4 separate regions of the Mus musculus genome follow, and all the other regions are linked to region 4. A link is a contact called in public HiChIP or PLAC-seq, Micro-C and promoter capture Hi-C data. All regions are on one chromosome and are shown on one strand. The core of a region is the stretch at or near the end of the contact, and the rest is flanking DNA. Distances in the headings are between cores, read along the strand shown.

What was found. Promoter capture Hi-C pulls out the DNA fragments that hold promoters and counts their contacts. Hi-C and Micro-C count contacts between places; a contact is called where the count stands out from the background. HiChIP or PLAC-seq counts read pairs in DNA pulled down with a chosen protein or histone mark.
Region 1: a contact with region 4 is called in a promoter capture Hi-C map of pre-B cells. The contact joins the enhancer-like site here to the promoter of Pax5 in region 4. A contact is called at or near these places in 5 of 39 promoter capture datasets (the C10 cell line, cranial neural crest, liver and 1 more), 1 of 15 datasets of contacts at CTCF or cohesin (large pre-B cells), 4 of 484 Hi-C or Micro-C datasets (adipose-derived mesenchymal stem cells, centroblasts, large pre-B cells and 1 more), 6 of 115 datasets of contacts at active chromatin or transcription factors (the 230-238 cell line, embryonic hindbrain, embryonic midbrain and 3 more) and 3 of 9 other capture datasets (adipose tissue, embryonic stem cells and liver).
Region 2: a contact with region 4 is called in an H3K4me3 HiChIP or PLAC-seq map of embryonic stem cells, with 2.5 times the contacts expected there. The contact joins the enhancer-like site here to the promoter of Pax5 in region 4. A contact is called at or near these places in 5 of 39 promoter capture datasets (the C10 cell line, cranial neural crest, pre-B cells and 1 more), 2 of 15 datasets of contacts at CTCF or cohesin (large pre-B cells and pro-B cells), 1 of 484 Hi-C or Micro-C datasets (nephron progenitors), 6 of 115 datasets of contacts at active chromatin or transcription factors (the 230-238 cell line, embryonic midbrain, embryonic stem cells and 1 more) and 1 of 9 other capture datasets (liver).
Region 3: a Micro-C map of embryonic stem cells shows a contact between it and region 4, with 2.2 times the contacts expected there. The contact joins the enhancer-like site here to the promoter of Pax5 in region 4. A contact is called at or near these places in 2 of 39 promoter capture datasets (the C10 cell line and pre-B cells), 1 of 15 datasets of contacts at CTCF or cohesin (large pre-B cells), 11 of 484 Hi-C or Micro-C datasets (the 63-12 cell line, B cells, CD4 T cells and 3 more), 10 of 115 datasets of contacts at active chromatin or transcription factors (the 230-238 cell line, embryonic stem cells, large pre-B cells and 1 more) and 3 of 9 other capture datasets (adipose tissue, embryonic stem cells and liver).

The regions. Positions count from the first base shown.
Region 1 is chr4:44,879,095-44,882,357 of GRCm38.p6, forward strand. All of the region lies in intron 2 of Zcchc7 (zinc finger, CCHC domain containing 7), which reads left to right. Among named protein-coding and RNA genes, the nearest start is that of Gm12678, 63 kb to the right of the region's middle. Within about 2 kb of position 1,362, at least 18 of the 459 cell types and tissues checked have an H3K27ac peak or open chromatin away from gene starts, as enhancers often do. A contact at or near this core is called in the 230-238 cell line, pre-B cells and pro-B cells, where this site is marked.
Region 2 is chr4:44,850,370-44,853,791 of GRCm38.p6, forward strand. The region is part of intron 2 of Zcchc7 (zinc finger, CCHC domain containing 7); the gene reads left to right. Among named protein-coding and RNA genes, the nearest start is that of Gm12678, 92 kb to the right of the region's middle. Within about 2 kb of position 1,757, at least 36 of the 459 cell types and tissues checked have an H3K27ac peak or open chromatin away from gene starts, as enhancers often do. A contact at or near this core is called in embryonic stem cells, pro-B cells and stem cell-derived epiblast-like cells, where this site is marked.
Region 3 is chr4:44,951,766-44,955,284 of GRCm38.p6, forward strand. No RefSeq gene overlaps it. Among named protein-coding and RNA genes, the nearest start is that of Gm30763, 6.3 kb to the right of the region's middle. Within about 2 kb of position 1,491, at least 10 of the 459 cell types and tissues checked have an H3K27ac peak or open chromatin away from gene starts, as enhancers often do. A contact at or near this core is called in embryonic stem cells, where this site is marked.
Region 4 is chr4:44,709,234-44,712,588 of GRCm38.p6, forward strand. Pax5 (paired box 5) reads right to left here and starts at 1,461. Exons shown (of 10, transcript NM_008782.3): 1 at 1,130-1,461. The coding sequence starts at 1,175. RefSeq lists a promoter at 1,693-3,355.

The DNA of each region.
Region 1 (3,263 bases), core at 112-2,611, 170 kb after region 4:
TACATTGACAGATGAATGTATAAAGAAAACATGTCCTGTATATACTATAGAATATTATTTGGCCACAAAGATTGAAATCTGGTCATTTACAGCAACAGGGTAGAATTGCAGGGCATTGTGTTAAGTGAAATAAGCCTAGCACAAAATGGGAAATTTTGGTGGTTTTCTCTCATAGATACACTTACAATCTCAAGTAACTGGGCAGGGGGGAGAAGTTCCTAACATAAAGAAACCTGATTTGACCATTGACAGTGTAGATGGACATTAAATTATCACACCTTTAAAAATAGAACATGTTCATATACTGGTAAGAAAAATATGTCAAAATGCAACGAATCCTTTTTTTGATATTTTTATAAAAAATGGTGTTGGTCATTGAGGTAAAATTGGTTTTATTTTTCATTTAGATTGGTGCTCCAATAGTTTATAGTCAACATATTGTAATTATAATATATTAAATGTATAAAGGGGATTGGCAGCCCAGTAGCTTTTCTGTCTCACTAGGTTCAGGAGTTACTTGGTAGAAGTGGGTATCCAATATCACCCACCATATAAAATGAAAATTTATATTCATGTTTTCAGAGGTCTATAAGCTAAATTATCTTACTCATAACATGGTAAAGTTTAGCTTGCTTTTCTGTGCTCACCCTTCACCCTGTGACTTCCTACATCTATCGTGCCAGCTCCAGGCTCTCCAAGAACTCTGTTGCTTTCAAATGGATTCTCTGTGTGTCCCTCCTCTCCTGAATTTTTTTATTATTATTATTTTGAAAGGAAAAATAGAAGAGCATTCAACATGATCCTCATTTAGCTGATTCTTTTCTCATCTGGCACCCTGTTTCTGCTCAAATTTCACAAGTTTTGTTTGAAATTTTTCCTGAGTTCCTTTTTTTTTTTTTTTTTTTTTTTTTTTTATAGTAAGATGATTGGAGATAGAGTTTGGTTAAAGACATTCGGATTACAATAGTTTAGTGATTTGGTGACATAAGAAAAATCTGACTCATAAGATTATCAGAAAGAGAATTTCAGGTTTATTTAACAGAAAGGACAGTTGGTTTGGTTTAGTCATCAAAATAAAGTCCGGCCTACTGGATACCGTGTATTTTGCATTTCCATTGGGAATGCAGCACTCCCCTGTCCCTTTCTGCTGTTTAACTTAAGCTGCAGTGCTCACTAAGAGAACAGCCGTGGGGCTGAGCAGCTTATTTTTTTTAATCTATTCATTTTATACTTTCAGACAGATTTTTCCCTGGGGTGAAACAAAGGTTAACTGAAATTTCCTCTGTTGTGTACCTGAACGAATCAGCAGTTCGAGGAGGAAATCCCATTGATGGGCCAAGAGAGTGACAGGCTCTATTTAAAGAATTCCCCCGACTGTGTGGTAGACCAGCCATGCCATGAATTTAACTGTTCCTGTGGTCCCCATACTTGTACCCACCAAAAAGAGGAGAGAGAGAGAGAGAAAGCGACTTTGTTCTGAGCTTTGAAAACCATGAGCCATTGAGTTTTGTGAATTCAAGTTAGACAGCAACAGAGCCCAAAGCTCTAGGGGACAAAATCTGAAAGGGAATACACAAAACAGGTAGAAGCTGTTTAACTGTTTATTGCTCTGTGTATGTGCATACTAGTGCTTTGTGTGTACACACCAAAAACTACACTTTCATATGTTATGCAGATAGCCCTCATTACAGCTCAGCATGGGCTTTTGTTAAATATCTCTTGACATATGACAAGTAAGAGGGTTTTTTGTTTATACAGCTTTCTGCTCCATTAAATAGTTTGTTTTTAATCTATAAGTGTACATATAAGAAATGAAAGTAAATACCATATGAGTCTAAATTATTTTCTTTAAAGTTTATATTAATTAGCCTGTAGAAGCTTTATTTTCAGAGATAGCTCATGTATTTTGTATTTTTCCTGTTTAAAGGAAACTGCTTTAAATATGAAAAGATGGTATCTTAAGTTGGATTAAACATCCTTAATTCATGTGTATTTAACCTCAGGACTTGTGCGCCTTGTTGAAAAAAAACAGCCTTAAAACCCTGCCTAGTAGGCCTCAATAGTGCATACTGCACATGGATTATAAATAGACATTGTCTTCTCTGAAGTAGAAGTTAGTATGTATTCTCAGGAGGAATGAACTGAATATGTGACAAATATTTCACATGTATTTCTATGTATAAAATTAAAATATAATTAATTTTTTCCTTTGTAATTTGAAGGTTCTGTTATCAAATTTTTCTTACATGTACCCTCTGTAGTATGAATTGGAACTTAAAGAGATTTTGAAGGATACTAAAATTAATAGAGAAAAGTTTCTGCATCTGGAGTGACTGGCTTTTGTCTGGGGACTTTGAAGAAGCAGATACTTTTAACACTGATGGGGATTTATTTTAGAGATTATGTGATGGCTGGATTTCATGCTCACAAATAGGAAATTGAAATCTCAAGAATGAAAATGTTTCGCATGTAGTCACGAAATGTGTTGTGAAGAAGCTAGCTCTTAGTCCGCACCATCTGTTTCGCCACTCTTTTATTTGGAGATATTTAGAGATAGTTTCTTAATCTGTTTTCTGACATTTTCTTTTCTCTTTTTGTGCTTTGTCTTTCTTTTGATATCTTGGTCTTCCTGCTGTTATAGCACTGTAAGGAACAGACTGGTAGGTAATAGATTTATCTAACTAGCCCATGTGATGCATAAAGAGCTCCATTGCTCTTTTTCAATGCTATTCAGAATCAAAATTATATTTACCTAGATATTTTAGCAAGTTACAAACTGATAGTTGTCAGTTGCTGCTCATGTAAGTACAAGAGTGGCCAATACCCTGAAAGATACTAATGATCAGTATAGGGCCCGCTGCATGGCTTAACCGGTAAAGGCACCTGCTGACATGTCCCAGGACCACATAGATGGGAAGAGTTAACTTGTGCACGTTGTCCTTTGACCTGTACCCACATGTGTGTGCCCATACATATACAAAATTAATAAAATATGTAAAAGCAAACATTTTAATAAAATGACTTTTTAAGAATCACTTAGTTCTTCAAAACTTTTCAAATGCTATATAGTGGACACTAGACAAGTGCTAAGATATAAGAGAGCAAGTGGAACTTGTCTCTGCCTCATGCAGTCTTACGTGGTGCCTCACCCTGAGGAACCACAACTGTAGATGTGAGGCATTATTCTTACAGTACCTCAGTGGAAGACTGGCATTGCTCCTCACATACCATTCATAGCTATGTCAAATACAATTCTGTATTAA
Region 2 (3,422 bases), core at 507-3,006, 140 kb after region 4:
GTAAACACAGGGGTTGGATGCAAACAGGTGGATTCTGATTCCTATTCCAGTAAAGCATCTTACTAGCCAGATTTCCTCACTTTAAAATTCTTGTATATTGTTTCAGATGTTCAATTCTGTGAAAGTCTCTAATATGGTTCTCATTATAGTTTCTACATTATATATAACATATTATTTATAATGTAATTAACTAATATAATCTATTATAATATAGCTTATAATAATTTCTTCATACATGTGGCCTCCCTGTCTGGCTTATCTAATATTTTCCCAGGTTTAACACTTCTGCATCCAAGGCTCCTCCTCTTCTTCCCTTGTTCACCTGATTTTCTAAACTTGTTAGCCATTCATTCTTTGAAGCAAGAATAGTCAAATTATACTGTAAAAGTTTGATGTTTTTTACATTTATTTTATGTGTGAATATTTATAGCTTGTGTATATATATATATATATATATATATATATATATATATATATATGTATGTATATGTATGTATGTATGTGCGTGCACTATATGCATACCTGGTATATAGAGGTCAGAAGAGGGCACCAGATTCCTTGGGCCTGGAATTACATATGGTTGTGAGCTGCCAGGTGGGTGCTGTGAATCAAACCAGAGTCCTCTGCAATAGCAACCCATGCTCTTAACTAGGAACCACTTCAGCCTAGATCCTGTTTCCAGCAGCTGGCTCAGTTCTGGGGCTTTGCATATGCTCTACCACAGAGCTACCCCTTGTGTCCTACGAGGTAGATTTTAAGTAGACCCTGGTCTTATGTAGATGATGCTAATTATTGTTTGCTTTTTAGGGTACTCTTATTTAATGTTTCAGGTTATGTTATATAGTTGTGTTATTGACTTGTTTTGTAACCAACCAAACCTTTCATATATTAATTGGCCTGAAATGGGTGTATGATACAGAGTTACTTGTAAAGTGGTGGATATTCTGACTCTTGCCCTGATGGGAAGGCTCTGGCCATGTTGAACAAGCTGCCTGAGTAGACATAGTTGAATAAGTTCTTTATGTCAGAAACAGTTAAGTCTGTAAACCTGTCTTGTAAAATTCAAGTTTTTATAAGCTATTATGTTATAGTGAGTTATAAAAATGATTATAGTGTTAGTATTCTTCACAGCTTTATTTTAATACTTCAGAACCCAAATATTAGTTTAGTTTATTTATATGTTACCTGTCTTGTGTTCTAATGAGAAAGTATTTTACAATTATGACTGCTTTCTAGTTATCTAGTTATCTTTGTTTTTGACTTTTACACCCATCTTTTGTTCATTTATTAATTTAAAATTTAACTAAAAAATAACTATCTGGTGTGTTTTTGTTAATGTCGTGGCTTTATGTCAAGATACTGAAAAGTATCTCTCCAAATTGTTGTTCTGCTATAGTTATTTCTCTCAAAGAAGGCCTCTTGTATGGCTATTTGTTGAATTGTGTACCTACTGAATTAGTCAAAGCTCTAGCTAAAACCATTTTTTTCTTTACTTCTCCCCTCCCCCCCAAGCTTGCTTTTGTTATGTATTGGCTTGCTAATCCTTGTGTTGAGCAGTATCAGACATCACCTTTCTTGGGGGCAGTTAGTCCACTCTTCCGCTTTCTTTGTCAAAGGGCTCCCTTAATAGGAGAAGTCAACAGGGAGGACAAAAAGGATTGAAAGTTGTATTTAATCAGGGTCAGAGAGGTGGTGTTCAGAGTGACGGGCCCACAGGCAGGCTGGCCTTTTATGCTTGCCGACGCAGATGGTCCCAGAGCATTCAGCTAAGTGAAGAGAAAGCTGCCCAGTGAAACCTATTGTAGGGTAGCATCGTTACAGTTGAGAAAGGTTGCCAGGGGTAACTAGAGAGTATCACCAGTATCGTGTGATCACTAGGCTGTGCCATTGAAAATGTTAGACTGAGAATTGTATTGGGTCCCTTGGCATCTTGATGTTCATATGTAAGCAGTATTAGCTTATATTAGTGTTTTTAATTTAATTTTTGTACAGTTTTCTTCCTTTTGTTTTTGCTCTACCTTTTTTTTAACACATTAAAAACTGGGTATATTTAATTAATGATTTAAAACTTGCTGGTGAGAGAAAATAACTAATATATTTATTGTAGATTTTATAAGCTACACCAAATTATGATGGAGTTTAGGTTTATGAAAATAAAATATATATTAGAAGACGATTTTTTGAAATTGTTCTGAAGCTTCACCAGTGTATATCATATTGAATAGTTTGATGCTTCCCTGTAATTATCAATTATAAAAGATTACAGTGCTAATTATCTGAAAATAGTATGTAACAGTGAAAGATTGGGTCAAGAAATTTCATACTTTTAAGAAATCTGACTTTAGTTTTTACCCAAAGCAAAAGTAAAAATATACATGCCAAGCAAGTCCAAGTTAGTAGCATAACAGTTATTACTCTTAATATACTAAATATGATTTTAATAACCAATTTTAGAATTCTTTAATTTTAGCCTTTCTCCTATTTTTGTACTTCAAGAAATTATTTGTAGTCACATATAAAATGTAAATTCAGCAATCTCCTACAGTGAGTAGAAGAAAATGCAGAGATTTCAAGATAGTATAAATGTGAAATTTGAAGTATAACTGAGATTTAAGGTAAAGTAGCAATAGACTCGCAAAGATTAGCTTTAAATTAGATTAGCAGTCAACTCAACATAATTAACTTTATGCTAGCTAGAATTGTCTTTAGCTTATACCTGTTACCCACTGATAAGTAAGACATTGGGTGAAGACAACAGGATACTGTACCATACCACCAATAATTTCATAGTCTCACGAGGCGTGGGGGACAAACTCATATTAAAATGAGCAACTTAGCTTTTTCTCCATGTTAAAATATAAATGAATTTTTATATTTTAGGCAGTTCATAACCACTGATATAAAGATAAAAGCACTACATGTATGTGCCTGCGCATGCATGCACGCACACACACGTACAGATTGGGGGTGGGTAGAATTTGTTGATGTTTAGCATAAGCTTCTAAATGTCCACAATTACAAAGAGGTCTGCTGACATAATGACAAAGATCTTCATTGGAAAAATTACCCTTTACACTAGTACGAATGACAGAGATGGTGATTTCTTATTTCCTAGAAAACAAGTTAAAAATAGCTAGCTTGTGCTAGTCTTTATCATAGGTTCTTTCTCAAAGAGAATTAAAGTATGGCTTCTTAAAAGATTTGTGGGCAAAGTACAAGATTTTTAAATAGAGGTGGGAGTGTCAAAGTAATTTTAATTGAATTACTATACTAGTGAGCCTTGGTAAATCAAAGAGATCAATACCTTAATTTATGGCTCGTAATCTTTTGGATTGTCAATCGCCTTTTGCTTTGTTGTTATTTTTAAGACATGGACTCACTATATAGCCCTGCTGCTCTGAAACTCATGATGTAAATCAGGC
Region 3 (3,519 bases), core at 241-2,740, 240 kb after region 4:
GCCCCCAGGCCTCCTCAGGGAGGTTATCCGTGCAGTGAATGGTGGTTAACATCGAGACTGACAGCTGACCAGAGCATCACAGTGTAGTCCTTGACTGCATGGGACCATTTCAGGAGAGAGAGAGAGAAGAAAGACTGTAAGAGCCAGAGGTTGGGGAACACCAGAGCTGAACCTCTGGACATGTCTGGACCACTGCACTCAGGAACTCACAGCAGCCACTCACAAGACCTGCGCAAGAGCAAGCCAGGCAGAACTCCAGCATGGAGGGAAGATTCACCAGCCCTGGTGTGGTTTGAATGGGAATGGCCCCACAGGTTCAAATGTGTAAATACTTGGGCCCCTGTAGGTGGAACCGTTTGGGAAAACCAAGAGGTATGCCCTTGTTGGAGGAGGTGTGTCACTGTGCAGGACTTAAGGCTTCAATGGGCTGCTATCCTCAGCGTGCTCTCTGCCTCCAGCTCGTGGTCCGAGATGTGAGCTTCTGGCTGTTCCTGCCACTGCACTCTTACTCCATCACCATGGGTGGGTGGACTCTAAACCTCTGGAACTATAAGTCAGATTATACTCTTTGCTTTGCAAGATACCTTGGTCACGGTGTTTTATCAGCAATAGAATAGTAACAGATATGAGCTCTCACCTCTAACTATTGACTGTTGTTGGATGCTGTGGAAGGGAGATTCAGTTTTCTTCAATAGTGTGGCCCCTGGTAGATCGAACAAGTGGATGACGGCACACCAACGACTATATGGACTGCACAAATGGAATCTATAAGGTTAAGGAAGAGAGGGAGTTAGGGGAGGAGGAAGATGAGGAAGAGGAGGAGGGGGAAGAAGAGGAAAGGGGAAGCAGGAGGGGGCAAGAAGGAAGAGGAGGGGAAGAAGGGGAGGAGGGGCAGGAAGAGAAGGAGGAGGAGGAACAGGAGAAGGAAGAGGAGGAGGAAGAGGAGGAGGAGGAGGAGGAAGAAGAGGAGGAGGAGGAAGAGGAGGAGGAAGGAGGAGGAGGAGGAAGAGGAGGAGGAAGAAGAAGAAAGAAATGGTGAACTTGGGAGGGGTACAGAGGCCCACAGATGGATCTGGGAGGAGTTAGAGGGGAGGAACAGGATGATATGATGTGTATGATAAATATGATCAAAACCCATTGTATGAAATTCTTAAAGAATTAATGAAAATATTAAAACACAAAGATGTGGTGTCGCATGCAGAACAAGCAGGGTGCAGTGTGAAGGGCTGCCTGATGGCACAGGCAGTGTGTGCAGGCTGCCATCACAGGGCTGTGGATGACTGCTGGTCTCTGCTCGGTGTCTTGTCTTGTAATCCCAACATGTATCTGTGACCTTGGACAATGTTCGTTGTCTGTTAAATGCACTGCACAAATTTAATTCCTGTGGTTGGAGGCTGGGCAGTGGGAACCAGAGTTGCAAGGCGCTTGTAAGTCCTCAATCGCTCGCTTGCAAAGCCTGGGACACTGGAAGGAGAGGTGGGAGGGGCTGCTGCCTTTCGCTTCCACTTCCGAGTTCAGAGGTCAGCAGTTCCTGCAGCCTGGGAACAGGCGGCTGGCAGCCCAGCTCAGAGCCCCAATCTGCACCCCCAAGGGCCTGAGGCTAGAGTTCTGGGTGATGTCCAGGTCACGGAGCTCTGCCCACTCTGCCTAGAAGGGACCTTTTCACTCTTTGGAGTAGATATGAATGCTGTTTGTAAGTTTTCCCGGAGAATGCCCCTGCCTCCATCCCCTGACCCCCACCCTTTAGGTGGCTCTGTGGCTCACAGACAGACGGACAGATGTGCCTGTACTCCTGTCCCCTGCCAAGCCTGGTTGACAGACTTCAGCCTTCCTGAAGCCAATGGATTCCTTGATTGCCTACACTCCACAGAGTTATGGCCTCTCCCTGGCAAACAAGGCCCACTTAACAGGGCTCCGTGAACTTTTGCAGATCTGCACCATGTAACTCAGTCTCTCCAGATGATTGCCATGCGCGTGCAGCACCTCCTTTCAGAAGCCTTTTCAGATCTCTTAAGGCAGAGCCTGCCTCCCCAGCCAGATGCTTTCAATGCCTCCTAGTGTTTTGTTAAAATTGACCATAGGCCTAGACCCTCAGCTATAGTTAGAATCGTTAAATCGTTTGTTTCTATAGTACTGGGTATTGAACCCGGGTCCTTGCCAGACAAGCACTTCCCTGAGCCCTAAAAGTATGGCTCTTAAAGAACACCCAAAGAACTTATGACAGGGACCCTTTAGGAGGTCGGACTTAGTGGGAAGTCTTTACCTAATTAGGGGCTTGACCTTGGAAAAAATTGTAGGATCAAACCACATACAAACCTTTTGTCTTTCCTTTCTCTTGTTTTTTCTCTTTTATTGGGGAGGGGGGGGGACTCACTCTGTAAACCAGGCTGACCTCGAACTCAGAAATCCGCCTGCCTCTGCCTCCCAAGTGATGGGATTAAAGGTGTGTGCCACCACTTCTCTTGTTTTCTCTTGTGGCCAGTTACCCCCTGCCAGGACATGATGTCTCTTCATAGGCCCTAAAGCAATAAGACAGGTCTATGACCTCTGAGCCACCACAGCCCTTTTCCGTACCTCCGGTGTTTCTTACAATGGACCAAGCCTATTCCCACTCCCACCGTGCTGCAGTTTATGTGTCCCTCCGCAAGGCCTTTCTCCCATCAACGAGAAGACCCTTTGAGGGAGACAGAGTTCTGAATTCCCTCTGTTTCCCCAACACCACACCAGAAAGTGCTTCCATGTTTACTAAGTGAGTCTATCCAAAGCTCTCAGAATAATTTGGGATGTCCCATTCAGATGGCCATTGAGAAAGCTCCCTTGTGGGCTGGAGAAGTGGCTCAGTGTCTAAGAGTGCATCCTGCTCTCCAGTGCCCTAGTCTGGGAGGCTCGAAACTGCCTGTACCTCCAGTTCCAGGGGATCGGATGCCTCTGCTGCCCGTGAGCACCTGCATCACACACACACACCCACACACACACACACACACACACACACACACACGATCTAAAATTAAATCTTTAAAACTAAAATCCCCCTGTGACTGCCACAGAGAAGTTCTTATTATGCCCAGACATCTGCGGAGCTGGTCTAACTGGCTGGGTCATCCATGTTTAGCCTTCTCCAGTTCTCTTCATAGCCGCAGGGCGCCATTGCTCTGGAGCCCCCGTAGTCACAGGCAGAGTTGTACACATTAAGCAAATAAGCCATGTTCCAACAAAACTTGATTTCTAATTTTTGTTTGGTTTTGGTTTTCTTGAGGCAGGGTTTCTCTGTGTAACCCCCTATGTCCTGAAACTCACAGTAGACCAGGCTGGCCTCGAACTCAGAAATCTGCCTGCCTCTGCCTCCTGAATGCTGGGATTAAAGGCGTGTGCCACCACTGCCCAGAAAAACTTGAGTTCTTATCATCCTTACGGGCCACAGAATGCTTTTCTCCTTTTGATTTTTGTAACCATTTAAAAATGTAGAAAACAAAAATAAACAAACAAAAACCTTAGTTAAAAACGACTTCAAAATCGGCA
Region 4 (3,355 bases), core at 211-2,710:
ATACAGTAACCCCAGCTGAATGACCAGGCTAGGCTCACATACCCACCCACTTGTGCTCTCCTTCATTGGAGCAGCACCCACAGGACAAAGCCTGAGCATACAGTGTGACATATATACACACACAATGTCAGAGGCTAATCTAGGTGACAGCCTAAAGGCAAGGGATTGGAGTGTGTGTGTGTGTGTGTGTGTGTGTGTGTGTGTACACTGTCAAAATGTCATCAGTAGTCCACAGACTGTTCTTACCTACCAAAGTTGTGCTTGCTGTAGGAGACCCTTGTACACAAATGCTAAATGCAACACTACACTAATGAGACAGTGCACACTGCACAGTGAGAGCTTAATTGCCCTGAATTCACATCACTTTTGATTCTATCTCTCAATATTATAAGACTTAGGCCTGGCAGCACATGTGTTGTATACTATACCCCTAGTAGGCCCCAGAGCTATACCAGTGCTAGAGACAAGCACTTTTGTATGTATTGGTATGTACACATTGGGCAGCTGTTGACATCCAAAAATGGAGGGGTCAGAGAACCACCTCTTTCTTACTTCCAAAATCACTTGGGATATAGAGATGACCAGACCTCTTAAGCAGTAGATGTCCAGTGAGTGAGATGCTTATCAAACTATATACACAGAATTTACACAAACACACATCTTGGAGTCTTAAAAAGAACGCACACAAACACTAACTCATAAACACATGCTAATATGCTCAAGGCAAGATACAAGCTAGTAAAGATGCCAACAGGCGTACAAACTCAAACTGAACACCTATTTGGGGTAACACAAACTCCTGCACACATTGATCTCCTCAAGTGAGCACACAGATCCAAACTTGAACATCTCCAGATTAACACCAACACAAGTATCAGAAACAGAATCAAACAAAACCAAAGAAAACAGGCCTCCTTGAAGACACCTTGACGGACTAGTGAAAACCATGTGAACGCACTGTAGAAGGACAGGCCTTTTCCTGAGAAAACTACACACACACACACACACACACACACACACACACACAAACACACACACCTTTCTTCTTGCATGGATATTAGCATGGATACTAGCACTGGGTAGTGTCCCAGAGTAAGCATGGATGAATCCCGTTTCGCGGTGTTCCTACCTGTCCTGATGGTCCGAGGAGTCGGGTAATTTTTCTCTAAATCCATTTCGATATTTCAGGACTTGATGAAATGGACAGCGAGGAAAAGTTTCCACTTTTTTTGGGGTGTCTTTTTTCCTTTTCTTTCTTTTTTCTTTTCTTTTTTCTTTCTTTGTTTTATTTTCTTTTCTCCCTCTTTTTCTTTCTTCCTTTCCTCTTTCTTTCTTTCTTTCTTTCTTTCTTTCTTTCTTTCTTTCTTTCTTTCTTTCTTTCTTTCTTTTTTTTGGTGCTGGGGCCCGCTCACAAGTCGGAATAATTGAAGCCTTCCGCTCCCCCGCCGAGCTGGGGTAGCTGATCACTGAGCTGAAACTAAACGTTTTAGGTGGAAAAAAAGCGTCCGAAGGCACCGTGAAATGATTAAGGAACTAAAGAGCTTCTCGCCATGTGAGATCATGTCCTGTTCTCGCCAACATCACAAGATGTCCCCAGACACGTCGCGCCCCCGGCGCACCGCCCCGCACTGCGGGCCAAGAACCAGGGAAAGGGTGTCAGCTCTGCGGCCTGCCCAGCGTGCCAGACGGGGCGGACCAGGCCTGGCCGAAGGTGTGCAAGAGGCCCAGAGAGCAGCAATGCCGCCTCGGTGCCGCCTTGGACTTTTATAGGGGGTTGGGGGCAGGGAAGGAAAGATTCAGACTGCGCCCGGCCCGGCGTTAGTCGCGCGCCTAGGGGAAGGAGAACCTGAGTCACAGGGTCGTACCCGCTTCCAAACCTGTGTCTGGGGGTCGCGGCCCTGTGCGCTTTTGCTCTACATGTAAACTCTGCTTTGTGAGGGCCAGTAGGCCCATTTTTTTATTTTAAAGAAAGAACAATTCTGCCAAGCAAGTGGTTTTGAACCCTGTACTAGCACAATTGTCAACCACAGGGGATGCTCCAGCATCCTCAGATTCACCCCTAGGGCGGCGCCCGCCCTCGGGGTTCCCAACTACCCCACCCCCAACTCAATTGCAACCTCCATAGGTCTGCTGGGCTCATCTTCCAGGGCAGCTTCAGATCACTACAGTATCTAGGTCCCATTCAGCCACCAGGTCCCAGATCTCCCCTTTAGAACTCGACCCTTTTTACCCCAGAGCCCAGAGGTTCAGCGGAAAGCTGCTGATAAAACCCGGTCCTCTGCTTTTGGAGCACCCGGGCCAAGCAGAACCATCCTAGCAGGCTCGGAGAACAGGCAAAAATTCTGGACACCTTACCCAGGCCCCTAAATGGAATCCCACTGCCCTCGGGCCAAGAGACCTTGTAGCATCCCCGAGTTCCCAGACTTGATTTTCCAGAGAGAAAATCGGTTGCAGAGGAACTAGGTAAAGGTGTGGTGTCCAACCTCGCTCCCTGCCGTCCGAGCTCAAGCCTCCTCTACTCTGCTCCCTCCCCAGTCTGAATTCCAAGCGGCTGGGTTTGGCCGCGAGAAGCCTATAGAGCCCCGTTGCGGGGGTGGTCGCAGGGGAAGGTTCTCCAGGGCGGGTGAGCGCTCTAGGGCCACTGGACAATGGCAGTTTCGGAAAGTGAATCGCTCTCCGAGAGTGTTTGTTTGATTTTTTTTTTTTTGGAGGGGGGTGGTCACGAGGCTGGGCTGCAACCTAGGGGAGAGAGCCTAGAGTTCGAGGATAGGGGGAGGGGTCAGTGGGCACCGGACATCGCAAATTCACTGAGCAGATTTCGCCACAATTGGAAACGTGGCTGTGGATTCCCGGGAGTCCCCCACCCCCACCAAGTAGTCTGCGTAGTCCCCTGTGCCACCCCTCCCTGCAGCCTGTGGGTCCGGGTCTCATCTGCGGTTTGATTTTTGGCGGTCCTGGAGCTTTAGACTGTCGTCTGCGTCCGGGCCTCTGCTCCCGCTTCCCGCCCTTCCGCCTCGCGGGTGCCGGGAAGCAGCGCTGCGGAGGGGAGGCCTGCCTGCGCCTGGAGATCAAAAGCTCTTTCGGAATTGACAGTTCACCCTGGGCTGGGGCTGGAGTTGTTGGCTTTTCTTTTCTTCCTATTTAGGGTTTTGTTTTGTTGTTTGTTTCCTAAGAGTTTCCATTATCCGTGAATCTTTTGTTTCTTGCGTTTTGCTTTTTCCTCCCCTCTTTGTGGAACTGCTTTTTCAGGTCTAGCTCTGGGGTGGGTTTTGTTGTCTGTACTGCGTGGTTTGATTTTGTGTGGGTTTTATACTCTGCCCTTGTAGACTGTCTCCTTTTGAGTCCTATGCCAGGC